2 separate regions of the Triticum aestivum genome follow, and region 2 is linked to region 1. A link is a contact called in public Hi-C data. All regions are on one chromosome and are shown on one strand. Each heading gives the region's core, a stretch centred on a gene start, on an enhancer-like site or on the middle of the called end of the contact. The rest is flanking DNA. Distances are from core to core; before and after follow the strand shown.

Region 1 (4,043 bases), core at 710-3,209:
CGCACCTCCTGCACCAAATTATTTACCATGCAAAAAAATGATTTTTTTTAATTTTTATATATTTTGTGAATTGTTTCTTGACCGAGTGCAGATGAGCCTGGGCTCAGAAATTATTATTATTATTATTATTATTATTATTATTATTATTATTATTATTATTATTATTATTATTATTATTATCATCATCATCATCATCATCATCATCATCATCATCATCATCGTCATCATCATCATCATCATCGTCATCATCATTTGGAAATGCAAGTGGTTATTATGTACTCTAGCTAGTGCCTATAAATGCGTAAAGAAACAAAACAAGAAAAATAATAAAGTTGACTCAAACATCCTGGCCGATCGCTTCCTTTGCAAGGAAGCGTAATGGCAAGAGTTGACACTGGTGCCATTGAAGGCATCGTTGCAATCCTCCTGGGATAAGACTTTTGCACGACATATATTATCATAGGTTACGAAGAATTCTTAATTGCATGATCTCATTGTACAACAATATAACATTCCCATGAGGCCGCTTTTATGAATTCTGTTGTCATTTTTCAAAACTATCTTATGCTGAACAACCGTTCCTCGAAGCATGATTATGCTTTAGGAAAAAACTGAGATCAAATATGGAAACTTTTACCATTTGCATTCAAGTTGAACCGAGCAAACATAGATGTTTTGAGATTACGTTACAAGAACTTCTTTGAACAACAAGTTTGGTTTGTATCATACTTCTTATACAGGCACACAAAATTGTCAGACGTGTGATTGCAGACACATTTCTTATCCCGTCTAGAAACATCCGAAAATATTTGTCAGGATGAAAGGTGTGGCATGCCCGTAGTAAGATGGAAAAGGAGTGCATAGGATAGTTATTGTATGTGCCAAACACTAGTAAGGTAAATTTCAAATAGCTGCCCATCAGTTCGTGTGAGTATGTGATAACTAAGCTAGAACTACCGTGACGTTTGATGAATAGATTGAAAGTTTTTCTGGCAAAATAAAATAAGCTAAGCATCTAGTAAGATACTGCTTAACACGTCAACAAATATCATATCGGAGAGTATATAAATACAACGGGAAACATGTAACTGCGTGGACAAGAGAACTCACATTATTGGCAGCCACGCACAATCACTACAGGTGTTTATTCACGGAGGATATTCCGGATAGCTGAACAACAAGCAACACCAACTTTTTCTCGAGAGAGAAAACACAGCGACGAAGACACGACATACTGGTATACATATTTGTTGGTCACACACACACGCATAGGCACGATGACGCTGCTCATCTCGTCCGAGCTTTTATTTAATTTTAGGCGGAACATATCATATGCCGGCATGAACCGATCAGTACTTCTTGCAGGGTCCACCGCAGGTGCCGTCGACGGTGGATTTCATATCCGCGCAGCGCCACATTTCGGGGCTCGTCGACACCACGCGGCACGCCGAGCAGCCCTTGGGACACTTGGGGTGGGCGTCGTCGCAGACGTCGACCCCCGAGAAGGACCTGCAGTTGTTGCAGCACTTGGGGAAGAAGTCGGCTGCACGCACGCAAAGACATCGGCATCAGATAGCATCACCCATAAACACAGACCTCGATCCCTCACCGCGATCACGAAAAGGCAATCGATCGAGCTTTGTTGAGGAGCATGTAGAATGGCTGAGCAGCATCTGCAGCTTACCGTTGACGTGCGAGAGGACTCCCATGACCAGGACGGCCTGGAGGATCAGGATCGCCGCGAGCTTGGTGCCCTTCATAGTTGCTGATGAACTTTCAGCGCAAAGCTCTCACTTCACTTGTGTGGAGGAGTAGAATGCTTTCTGTTGTTGTAGTGGTGTGGCTGGCTAAAGCTGCGGATATATAGGCGTCGATTTCGTAACTTGATTGACAATCCTGCTAGGGCTGCTAGGCTAGCGGTCGTTATTATTCGGTTAGGTGGGGAGATAAAGATGTTTGACTACTGGTTTGGAAAGTTGGACTCGTTTCTTTTTTGTTTTATAGGCGGCGTGGATAGTTTGACATGCATTGTATATATCAGACTAGTCACAATGATGAGTAAACTAGCTGCAGTGGAAGTAACTTCAACAGTAATATCAAGTTCAACTCAGCAAATTTGCTTACATGGCAATGAGTTAATGAGGAGAGAGGTAGTTACAGTGACTTAGCTAGTTACTGTAACATCACATGTCCCAATGCAATACAAGTCTATAACCTAATAAATGAAGTTTTGCATGTTACCACACTTACTCCCTCTATTTCTTTTTACTCCGCATATAAGATTTGGTCAAAGTCAAACTACACAAAGTTTGACCAAATTTACATAAAAAATTATGAACATCTACAGTACTAAAACTATATAGTATGAAAATATGTTTCATGGTGCATCTGAATATATTGATTTCATATTGTGAATGTTTATATTTTTTAATATAAAGTTAATCAAACTCTATAATGCTTGACATTGACCAAACCTTATATGCGGACTAAAAAGAAACGGAGGAAGTATGTTACAACCCACTATGAAGATAGTAACATAGTCTAAGGATTTGTGTATGTTGCTATGCATAACATACACGTATCCCTAGACTATGTTACTACCTTCATAGTGGGTAGTAACATAAGTATAGTAACATGCAAAGCTTCATTTATTAGGTTGACTCATATTGCATTTGGGCATGTGATGTTACACTAACTAGTTAAGTTACTATAAGAGTCAATTACACCACAGGTGTCTGAACTTGGCGAGAAAAGTCAGTTTGGTGCTAAAACTTGTGGCATACATTGAACCGGTGACAGAACTTGGCTTGGGCGTTCATCTACGGTGCTAATCGTGTTTGTATACGCATAGAGTGATGACGAGGCGCGCCAACATGGCATGGGACCCAGTGTCAGTGACTGGAAGGCACATGCAAGGCGTGTGCCTCGGTTTTTTGTGAAACACACCCTGGAATCTTATTTTACTCACAAAATGACACTCAAATTTCTTTCTTGAAAAAACGAATGAAACGTCACAATGGCACTTGGGCCCCACCAGTCAGGGCGGAAATTGGGACCAAAATAATGTTGCGCACACGATCAAATACATGACATGTTCCCCTCTGGTTGGACAACCTGGCTGCCACACCGAGTATCACTTTCGGTCAAAATACAATTTGTATCCTTAATGGGCTGAATATAAACGAGCATGCACATACGGCTTAAGTGTGCAGCAGTCACCGCGGCCCATTACAGATGTTAGTTTTTCTTCCTTTCCTAGAATTCTGTAAACATATCTAAATTAATAATAACTAGCACATATGCCCGTGCGTTGCAACGGAAGATACAATAATACTCCCTCCGTTCGAAAATACTTGTCATCAAAATAAATAAAAGGGGATGTATCTAGATGTATTTTAGTTTTAGATACATTCCTTTTTGTTCATTTTGATGACAAGTATTTTCGGACGGAGGGAGTATGCATTTAAAGTCAGTGAAAATTATATATGCAAGCAAAACACTGTGTGCACACGAAAAAGGAACATTTAGTTTCTCGGTTTCACTGCGCATGAAGGAATCAATCTGCTATTTTTCCATTCATTGATCGAGGGCATTTAAGAGTTTTGTTACATCATCGTATGCCAGAGGAGACCCACGAGTTATTCAATCTACTCTTCCTTTCAATTCTTTCAATCGAGGGATTTTAAGGTATGAAGTTTCTGAATATTTTAGGAAACATGAACAATTTTTTTGAAAATTATGTACACTTTCGAAAAAACGCAAACAAAATATGAAAGGGAACATATTATAAAATTGACAAACATTTTTAGAAAACACCATTTTTTATAAAAACATGATCATTATCTGAATTTGTGAACATTTTTTCAAAGGGGAACATGTGTAGTAAATTCATAAGATTTTTAGAAAATGTGTATCTTTTATACATGAACTTTATTTTAAATTTTGAAAATTTCACTAAAACATGAATATTTTCTAAATTTGGAGCATTTTCTGAAATGCCATTTTATTTTAAGAAATCTCGAAATATTTTGAAAAAATTTGTT
Region 2 (4,520 bases), core at 1,856-4,355, 170 kb before region 1:
ACGAGTACCTAGGAGGGGATACATTTGGGGAAGAAGATGAACTCACGAAAGGGGAGGAAAAAGATTAGAAACCACATCCACCAGCACTGAACCAAGCCAAGCCGCAACCAAGAAGATAGCTTGCTCGTCTGGTTCCCGACACTAGTCCGTGTGTCGTTGCGGCTTGTGGTGGGCTACGCCTTAGACTATCAGTGGGCCGCACAAGAAGGTCGCTAACACCCCTCCATTCTTGAAACATGGCTTGTCCCCAAGCCGTTGCCACGAAAGAGCTTTCCAGAATCCCATGGAGCTTGAAGATCCCTCACTGTGCCAAAATCAGCATGATAGTCCTTGCAGTAGGGTTGACATCGACTTGCACGAGATCGAAGAAGTTCTTGATGTAGTAGTCTTAGCCACTGGGGACTTCCTCGAGGGAGATGTCGAGGTACTAGTGGTGACCGACATGGACTTGATTAGAGTAATAGTAGGCATGGTCGAAGCAGCAGCAAAAGCGTCTTTGGCAAACGATCATCATTTCTTGTCTATGAGCAACTTCTAACACCCATCTCCTTGAAACTCTGTTTGCCCCCAAGTTGGATCTTTGAAGGAGATTGAAGGGCTGACTCGCCGGGGTCCCATGGACTGTGAAGTTCTTTGATCTTGTTTGGTTTGTTCTGGTAGTAGTCGTTAGTGTAGGGGCCGAGGTTAGTACTGTCTTATTCATAGTAGTGAGCTTCATGAATGTAGCAGCCACAACCAAGAAGAATATGGTCAGAAAAGACCACCCGAAGCATGGCACTCCTCCCTCCATGAAAAGAAGCTTGTTCGCAGCAAATGGAGGACTTTCTTGCATCCATGGCCATGCTCCAAACCTGATCCGAGGTGCACATGCAAAGAGTGTTAGTGGCCACTGAAATCATTGAAAACAATTCAGAGGAGCAGTCCATCATTTTTGGAGCTGCATAGTTGGGACGTATAGCCACGAGGATCACATGGAATCGTCCAGTCCATAGGCACCAAGATAAATATTGTAGTCACAACCAACAATAGTTCACTTGGATCTGATACCACGTGTGAAGGGCACTCTAGTTTTCTCTGTGTTAATGGCGACGAGTACATGGGATGGGATACACTTGGGGAAGAAGATGAACTCTCCACCGCCACCGGTTCTGATCCAAGCCAGGATAGCTTGCTCCCGTCGTTCTCTCTGGAATATATAGTGTCGTTCTCTCTGGAATATATAGTCCATGTGTCACTGGGGCTTGTGGTGGGCTAAGCCCTGGATTATCACTGATCCGCACAGAGAGGTCGCTAACAAATACGTTCGCTGGCATTTATCACACAACGAACTACTATAAAAATCTGGCGTGGCTCCAATTCTTCGCCAATATTCGCGCGAACGAAACCGACCAGATTGGGGGGTCGCTGCAAAATCGCCCACAGCTGACGGTTGCCAGTTAGAGAAACTCTAGCAGACCTCTCATCCCGCCCCGACCCGGAAAATAACCGCCAAAATGCGGGTCAGGACCGAAAAACCTGCCCGGTCAGATCCCACATCCCTCCCTGGCCCGCAAAATTTTTTGGCCGGCGGGGCAAAATCTCGGCCCCAACCCGCGTATGCGCAGGTTTCCCCCTCGCTGCTGTGGTGCCCTGCATATAAGCGGAAGCGGTTGGTGGAGGGACATTTCAGCCCGTGCTTTCCCCCACCAACCACCTCCCCTCTCCCCCCTTGCGCCGCCGCCACCCCGCCACCCAAGATTCCGACGAAAGCAGCCGACAGGAGCTCGCCAAGGCCACCACACGCACGAGGCCTCCCCTCCCACCCCCTGCGCCGGCGGGCCGCCGGATTTGCGGATCTGCGGACCTTCATCGCGGTGCCACCGGATTTGGCTTTGCCGGTCGTCGGTGGCTGCTCCAAGCGATGGAGTGGTCGGGGAGCATCTCCCGTAGCCCCGGCAAGGGCGCATCACCGCATGCAGGGACGGGTTCGTCCTCCCGGCGCCGTCGATGATTTGCAGGCATGGATTTGTCCGGCCGTCCACCGAGCTCGGCGCTCGCACAACGGCTCTATGGCTCGCCGTTGCCGCTCATACAGTGCGACGACTGCACGCACACAGTGCTGCGGCTTACTTCGGCCACGCCGAAGCACCCCGGATCGGTGTTCTTCAAATGCAAAAATGACGGGGTACGTGCACTTGCGGTAGCTCATTTTGATAGCTCATTCTTTGCGGATCCTCATTTCGAACATGGTCATTCTTTTGTGTAGGAAGATGGATGCTCATTTTGGTTTTGGGAAGGCCAATACATTGATTTATTGATAGAAAGAAAGTTAATAGATGTTGATGCACTCGTTAGTAGAATAGAAGACAATGGTGCGGCTGCATGTGCAACTAGAGGGGAAGCAACGTCTACTTCTTCCAAACCAAAGATGAAGAATGAAGAATGCAAGATCAAGAATCCGCAGATCAACAACGAGTGCATAGAGAAGATATTGCTTCAACTAGTGGGAGTAGTTATGGAAGTTGGAAATCTTCTAAAATGCATACTTGTGGTTCTTGTTTTCTTTGGTCTTGCTATTCTAGTAAAGATTTGGTGATGTCTTATGTATCCAATGTTGTTGAAAAAGCAAAGAAATGCATTATATTGGATCAAATTAAGGTGCAAATTTAGGTTTTCCGGGCCGGAAGGAGCTGTGCCAGATCAGACCCCGCAAAGCCGGCCCGTAAAAAAACATATTTCGCGAATATGCTTTTTTACGGGTCCGTTATGTGGGTCTGCATCCGCGGCCGTGCGCGTCGGCCCACAAAGGCGTTTTTCCGCGAACTGCAAACACGTTTTGCGGACTAGACGGATGCGGGGTCTGCTAGAGTTGCTCTTAGCATTTCCGTAAAAAAAATTAACTTTTGAGCCCGGTGATTCCTTAAAAAAAATATGCCAGTAAGCATGCATGGATCTAAGGGCAAAAGGAATCGTCACTTACTTCTAAGGAAAAGATATCTTTCTGAATAAATTCCGAGTAAATTTACAGTCCAGTGGTTGGCAGCAAAACTGGGAAGAAATGAAATAATATTGGAGGTCACATGGGTTCTCGCGGAAACGTCCTATAAGTAGACGCCCAAGCTGAAGCAAAGAGGCCTCAACACTAGCAAGAGAGTGTAGCCAACAGAGCCAAACCCACTGGTACGCAGCCGATCGGTCGATAAGATCCCTCGAATTAACACCCGCTCGACATGTCGTTCCTCCCGATTCCGCTGCCAATCGTTGGAGACATAGCCAGCAGGCTGCACGGCCAAGAGAAACCGCGCGGCGAGGACACGACGTTGTCGGCGCCGGCGCCTGTCCTCGGAACCGTGGCCAGCAGGTGGCGCGAGCTCCACGGCGAGAACTCGTGGAAGGGCCTCCTGGACCCTCTGGACCCGCACCTCCGCGCCAGCATCATCTCCTACGGCGAGATGGTGCAGGCCGCCTACGACGCGTTCAACACCGAGAGGCGCTCCCCGCACTGCGGCGCGTGCTTCTACGGCTACGAGGACCTGCTCGCCGGCGTGGGGGTGCCCCACCACGGCAACAACTACGAGGTCACCAAGTTCATCTACGCCACCTCGTCGCTGCCACTCCCCAGCTCCTTCCTCCTGCTGCCGCTGCCGTCGCTGCCGGACGTCTGGAGCCGAGAGTCCAACTGGATGGGGTACGTGGCCGTGGCCACGGACGAGGGCGCCGCCGCGCTCGGCAGGCGCGACATCGTTGTGGCGTGGCGCGGCACCGTCCAGAACATGGAGTGGGTCAACGACCTCGACTTCGCGCCCGTGCCCGCCGGGCCCGTGCTGGGCTCCGCGGCGAGCCAGCACCGCCTTGCCGTGGTGCACCATGGGTTCCTGTCCATGTACACGTCAAGCAACAAGAGCTCCGAGTTCACCAAGACCAGCGCCAGAGATCAGGTAAAGTACCGTGCCACAGCGACTAATAAATAGGGCTTTGGTACGTCTAGTCGATCTAACCGGACATTAGTACTCCCACAATTCCAGTTCTAACATAAAAAATGACAACGGCTTACCTACAATAATCTAAACAATGACTATACTGAAGAAGCAAAGCGATTGACTATACTGAAGCAAGGCGACGGTCTAGATAGCCACAGGAAGTCACTGTGATGTTCCCAAGATAAGTTAAATCTTGTGAAGATAAAAAAGAGTGTCTTATCTTGAGGCTCAGGGCCTCATCTATCATTCGATCATGTCCTTTTCTTTCGTAAAAATCCCCACACTCTATGAGCGCGTCAGATAATTGAACCCTTCAAAAATGGAACGGTAGCGAGTTAACACAACGGTCCAAAATGGGCTGCACTTATTCAGGTATGGGTTACCCATAATGGGTAGGCGCTATTGTGCGATGGAGCAGCCTCAGCTTTGACAAGCTCGGGGGTAGCGTGTTAATAGTCGTTATCCAAATTATAAATTTACCCATCCATCAACGAAAGCGATGCCGGCGCTGCTGGTTGTTGAGAGTGTATGTTTGCCCAAAAAAAAGACCTACCCTATATT

What was found. Hi-C and Micro-C count contacts between places; a contact is called where the count stands out from the background.
Region 2: a Hi-C map of leaf shows a contact between it and region 1, with 2.6 times the contacts expected there. The contact joins the promoter of LOC123134084 here to the promoter of LOC123134042 in region 1. A contact is called at or near these places in 2 of 5 Hi-C or Micro-C datasets (both in leaf).

Annotation. Positions count from the first base shown.
Region 1 is chr1B:490,456,152-490,460,194 of IWGSC CS RefSeq v2.1, reverse strand. It overlaps LOC123134042, which reads right to left and starts at 1,959. Exons shown (of 2, transcript XM_044553397.1): 1 at 1,685-1,959; 2 at 1,115-1,543. The coding sequence starts at 1,760. The coding sequence ends at 1,350.
Region 2 is chr1B:490,623,955-490,628,474 of IWGSC CS RefSeq v2.1, reverse strand. It overlaps LOC123134084 (phospholipase A1-II 7), which reads left to right and starts at 3,105. Exons shown (of 2, transcript XM_044553431.1): 1 at 3,105-3,917. The coding sequence starts at 3,210.